Linked DNA regions of Danio rerio: region 1 is linked to region 2. Evidence: chromatin contacts called from public HiCAR-type data. All regions are on one chromosome and are shown on one strand. Each heading gives the region's core, a stretch centred on a gene start, on an enhancer-like site or on the middle of the called end of the contact. The rest is flanking DNA. Distances are from core to core; before and after follow the strand shown.

Region 1 (3,185 bases), core at 152-2,651, 120 kb before region 2:
CACTTATTTTTCTTGGCACATTCTTAAGTGTAAGCATTTTGGGTTATTAGTCTACATTTTGAATGACTGTGTTAGCAAGAAAGTGAAAAAATACCTGAGAGGTTTAAATTTTAGAGTTACAGCCAGGAGAGTTTGTGAAAATTGAATGAAGTGAAGTGAAAACTTTCTGAAGGAACTATACATTTAGATTATAACCATTATTAGCCTTCAGCTCATGGACAGCCAATTCATATTCTGGAGTAAAATTTGCCAATGCAATATTGATAAGCGACAGAAACCACAGCTTGAGTTGTCTGCAGATCCTTATAGCTTCTTTGCAGGAGTTTTATGACCTCCTGAAGACCTGTAGACCTTTACTTTTTTGGCAGTAAAGTTTTATTTGGAATATCATACCTATGAATAGTAATAGAAGTGCTAAATTGTCTTCATTTTTTACACGGCATTCGGACCTTAACCAAAACAAATCAAAATATGATCTTTAAAGAATAAGACTATTAATTCAAGGACATAAGGACTTAGATTGTATTACTTTATAATACAGTGGTTCCCACGGCGGTTGTTTATAATACAGCGGGTCACAGCCCAAAGGAGGGCCTCAGCCAGTAGGGGGAAGGGGTGGGGGTCACATAATATCACAGGGGGTGGGGGGCGGGGAATCACATATTATTTTTTAAAAATTGCAGTCGACATTTAGGAGAACAATCATGTTGCCTTAGTTCATTTTAAAAATGCTATAAATGTTTGTTTTTGTGGTCACATTTTACAATAAGATTTTATTGGTTAATGTTAAATAATGAGCAATACTTGTAGGCGTACAGCATTTATTAGTCATAGTTCCACATTTATAAATATTAAGAAACAAATTCATGCTTGCTAACAGAACTAAAAATAAACAATGTTAGCATTATTTGCCTTCACGTTAACAAAGATGAATAAATACTACAATTTGTGTATTTTTCATTATTTGTTCATGTTGGTAAAACATTAACAGACATTAACTTTATTTTAAGGCAATAAAAATGTATTTATTTTTGCAAAAGGTGATCAAAACTGCAAGGGTTTCATCTTTAGAAAGGAATTCTGTTTAAAAAGTTGATATTGCTAATTGTTGTTATTTCATACCATATTACCTCATCTATGCTATCCCTTACCTAATAGTTTCTTTCTTCTGTGGAAGGAAAATGTTTGCAAGTTGATCCACTCCCATTTCATCGATTTCAGGAAAAAATATATAAAATACTTTACAGTCTGTTTAAAATCTTTTACAGTCTGTGGTTAAAACAAATTACTCTAGCTGTCGTAGGAATCCAAAACGTATTCTAATCTTGTTTCCACCCGGTCGAGAAACAAAGACGCACAGTGCACCTCTTATAGCGGCATATCATAACATTAATAAATCTGTCAAATGCTATCGTAGCTTTAGAAAAGCATAAGAAATCTTTAAAATATGAACGCACCCCCTCAGAAACGCGTTTATCCTAAACTGCCCGTATGGATTGTGGAGGACCATCACGAGGTAGACAAAGGACGTCATTTCAGTTCATGTTGATTTAACGCGAACTAACTAAGTTACCAACAAATTCGGCAAAACGAGTAAAAAATTATGATGAATAAAGCCAAGAATTAATAAAAACAAAACTGGAACTTTCAATGATAGATCACTATTTAAACATGTAAACAATTACCATTTAATTGTACTGTTACCTTTTTTCTGTTTTAGGTTGTCCAGCACATATATCGTGCCATTGGGTCTAGACATATTCCAATGAAGGGCATTAAAATGGTTCATTTGGACTCGCACCCTGATCTCCTCATTCCTGTGAATATGCCTGCTGATACAGTGTATGATAAAGAGACTCTGCTCAGGTGAGTTTAAGGATTTCAACAACTTTGGACACAAGTATAGACATTTATAATAAACATTAAAAGTTGTCCTTATTTTACTAAGACCAATTGTCCCTGGTTTTTCCCAATATCTGAAAATAATGTGTTGTTTCATAATGATTGTTTAATGGTGATTTTAATTTAACAAATTAATATAAATTTTTCAATATATAATGTCTGTTTTCATATATTAATGCTGTAAAAATTGACAGTCAAGTTATAATTTTCATTCATTCATTTTCCTTCGGCTTAGTGCCTTTATTAGGGGGTCACCACTGTGGAATGATCCCTAACAACATTAGGGATGGCTGACGTGAAATTGACGTTTCGACAAAGTGTCGAGATCCCGAAGCGCAAGTGTTTCGAAACACTGCACCGAAGCATGATCCGAAACACCTAGGTCACGTGACTAAAGTGTTTCGAAACACCTGCGTGTGCACGTGGAAACTGTAATTCAAATTAATTTTGAGTTCGAATCCCGACTAGTACAAACATTTTATGTATTTTAATCATGTTACTGTTTTATGGTGTAGTCTAAGTCTAGATAGGATACAGCTGCGGATACACCATCAATTTAGCATCATTTTTGTAACACTGTAAAACAATAATTAATATTTTTACAGTACAGTGATGGGGTTAGGTTTTGAATAGTCGTTAATAAAATACAATGGGAAATTTAATTAATAATATAAATAAATATTGTTATCTTCTGGCCACAACTTTATCTAGCAAAAACCCTTTTTTATGACCAAAACAATACAAATTTATTTACAAGGTGTTTATTCGGATGTCAGAGCAATGTCGAAACAAAACGATACAAAAACAAAGCATTACCAACTGGTATTAAAGCATTTTCAAAATAACTTTATCAGCCTGGATTCGGACCCACTATACCCAGATGGTAGTCACAAACTCTAACCGCTCGACTAAACCACTTGTAGCTTCATTGCTACAAAGTGGGTTTTAATACCCCAATCTGCTCAACTGTTCTTTGCTGAAGCTGTTTCAGTGCAATACAAATAAAATGACCACTAGGTCGCACCGTAGACTGGTGTTTCGAAACGTTTCGAAGCTTCGACACAGTTGCTTCGACTGTTTTAGTGTTTCACGAAGCCTCGCTTTGCCCACCACTAGACAACATTTGATTTTTAGGCTATAACAGCACATTCAACATGCAACTCCTGATGGAACTGCCAAATATCATGTAATTTCAGGGCCGTGTTAGTTTCAAATTTCAGTTTTAAGTGTAAAAAGTAAATTATCAAAGTGGTTCTTTTTCCCTGTTACAAGTTTTGTTTTCA
Region 2 (2,993 bases), core at 292-2,791:
TAAAAACGAAGACAATGAAACAACCAAATAACAAAATGTCAGCTGCATGCTAGAGCAGAGCATCAACCTGATGGATGCAGCTGAATCAGGGGATTTGTCAGAAAGGGGGTAAAGAAAAAGGGGGAAATGAAAAACGTCACTTAAAAACTGAAGCTCTGTGCCATTCTCAAGGGCAATGCGCTGACTATGGTGGGGAGGGGCGCTATTCAAGCATGTCCTTGGCCTTTACTTTTTGATGCCTTTTTTTCCCCCATGCAACATAGGATGTTTGTTACAGCTCAGCACCTCCAGCGTTAACCTGTGTAAACAATGCAGAAATGTGAAACATCCCAAGGTAGCACATAATTTATGCGGCAAAGTGCCACGATCTTCATTAGTGTTTAATTTTGTAATGAACCCACTGGACTTCAAGTGAGCAAGGTGTGTTTGTGACACAATCCAGATAAGCATTTAACTTTGTACAGAAATGTTGTCAGAACGGTTGTCAAATTAACAGAACCTTCACACTGATTAAAGTACAATGCTGATCATCAACACAAACCTGTGTTAATAAGAAACCAAATGTATAGGGAAAAGGTCTCTCGAATACTGAGTGGATCAAGCAGCGTCTGATAGCAAAGCCCCTGAGATGAGATAATGTAAGATAATATCTGAGGAATTTACTAATCGGATCCCAAGGACACAGTAAAGTCAAAAACACCCTCTGATGTCAATATTTCTGTTTATGTCAAATAACACAAACAGACCGTGAGACAAAGATTGAGGGATTTTATAGGGATAACCTAAATATTTTGGAATGTTTGACATGCACAGGCATTATCAGGGCAAGTATGTTTTTAAACATAGGCATATTTAGACTAGTTGTCATTGTCTGTGCCTTAACTTTCAGATGGCTGCAGCTTAACGTTTCTGGGTATGATGGGTGCTTTTAAAGTCCAGTACACCTGTGCCACTCAGAAATGCTGCCTAGGTAGGAAGCTTGCTAGTTGACATGCGGCCATTGTGGCGTGCCTCTAAACAATCAAAACAAGACTTGAACCGGAAAAGAGACATAAAGCTCTTTCCGCAAAGTAAAAGGGCACGTTATACTGTGCTACACTGATGGATAACACAGCAAACACAAAACTGGGGAGAATAAGTTAAACTTGCTCTGAACATAAACACGACGCGCTCTAATTAAGTTCAACGTTAAATTTCTAAATTGCACGCTGTATAAGAAAACGTAATGCAGCAAATATGCAACAAAACAACGGAAAATTGGCGCGTTGTAAACTGTTTAACGTGCGAGTACAGTCGAGAAAACCCCAGAGCAAACTTGATGCGAATGCACAGACATAAAACTCCAAGTAATTTAGGTGTTGTGTCTTTGAAAGGAGAAAGCGGAAAAAAACTCACCTTTTATGTCGATAATCTTCTTTCATCTATGACAATGGTGAACATCACATGCAAAGCAGCCTCATCTGTCATACTTCACTCTGCCTTCTTCAAAGGCTGCTGTACTGTAAACGCTCTGTTACTCCCACAGGGCAGCCAGTAGCGGGAGACGCTTGCGAATGGAACAGCCAATAAGGAACCCCGCTAATCAGCTTGCCACGCCCTTGAACCAGCGCTGGTCGAGTCAAAACAGGTCTGCTCGTTAAAGTGGTTTAAGACGGATTATATTGGTTACAAAACAAACACTTTCATGCCTTTCATTTTTCACTGAACAAAACATCTTAAATCACGTAATCCAAAATTAAATTTAGCAGAAAATATTAACCATATAAATTAGTTTTTATAGCTAGAAAGACTTTATAGGATTTAAAGTTGTGTTTTATGAAGTAGAACGTAGTATCACATGTTGAACAACATCCTGGTGTTAAATAAGTCAACTTGGTTTATGTATTGATGCAATATAAGATATGCCTATTCCATTCCTTTAGGTAAAATTAGATCTATATTTAGAGTAAGCCTTCACACAGACCATTTTAATGTCAAAGTAGTCAAGTGATAAGACCTATCATAATGGTAAAAATAAAATCAGCTATAGTAATAGTAGCCCACTTTTGTTTAACACATAAATTGTCTGTTACAGATTTTTGTCTGTTACTGTCTTTGCAATATTTTACTTATTTTAACCCTTACTAGTAAAGAGTTCAACAGGTTTCTTAGTTTTCATGATTACATTTGAGCCTGGAATTAACAAAGCACTATACAGTCTTCTAGCTGAGATGCTGGAATTATGTCAAGTCCACACTAACGATCTAGGGCTCAAATTAAGAGCAGATGTGATGCATAACTGTTGCAAACAATTATAGACACACCTTAATGTGGAGCTTTTTCCACTATAAAAAGAACAGTAGTGAAAACAAACTGGGACACATGTCAAGTGCAATGCGGAAACTTTAATGACACAACACTGTATAGCCAAATTTATTTTTCTGCATGTTAACATTACACTGATGTATAAAACAGCACAGTAATAAAAACAAAGACACATCTGAACTAAGAGGCCGAATAGCCAGATTGTCCACTTAATTTCCCCATCTTTCCCTGCATCACCCCTTGAACCAGCTGCATCTCCAATGACCAACATTCGAAATTGGTCTCAATGAGCCAGTCCTTGATTATGCAAAGAGCCCCTTTTTCAGAAATGATCTACACCTCCCAGATCAAGACACATTAGAAAGGCCTTGTAGGCATAGGTCAAGGTCTGGTACAGTGAGACCAGTTTCAGCATAATATTAAGATGAATGCACAGCACCCAAAAAAAGTTAACTTGAGCACTGGAAATGCAGCAAGGTGTACATCACTGTCATACCTTTCATTTACATACAGTCAAGAACAGTGTCCATGTGTACATTTATAGTGAAGTGCATTTTACACAAGTTTAGGGTAATACATTAAGTATTACAGCAGTGCATAATGGTTTAGTATCTTGAGCCTCTTTTCTTCATAGAACCTGAAGGAACAATTTGCACAAATAAGAACAAAGAAGAAAAAAAAAAAGAAAA

The links. HiCAR-type assays count read pairs that join an accessible place to other places.
Region 1: a HiCAR-type map of caudal fin shows a contact between it and region 2, with 3 times the contacts expected there. The contact joins the promoter of zgc:56556 here to the promoter of rnf152 in region 2. A contact is called at or near these places in 5 of 18 Hi-C or Micro-C datasets (caudal fin, embryo, hematopoietic stem cells and 1 more) and 3 of 4 datasets of contacts at active chromatin or transcription factors (caudal fin, embryo and gastrula embryo).

The regions. Positions count from the first base shown.
Region 1 is chr2:31,327,012-31,330,196 of GRCz12tu, reverse strand. It overlaps zgc:56556, which reads left to right and starts at 1,401. Exons shown (of 9, transcript NM_200331.1): 1 at 1,401-1,516; 2 at 1,721-1,866. The coding sequence starts at 1,448. LOC137487827 (a long non-coding RNA gene) reads right to left here and starts at 1,341. Exons shown (of 6, transcript XR_012392371.1): 1 at 1,152-1,341.
Region 2 is chr2:31,211,618-31,214,610 of GRCz12tu, reverse strand. rnf152 (ring finger protein 152) reads right to left here and starts at 1,541. Exons shown (of 3, transcript NM_001014358.2): 1 at 1,396-1,541. buc (bucky ball) reads right to left here. Exons shown (of 7, transcript NM_001256780.1): 7 at 2,396-2,941. The coding sequence ends at 2,910.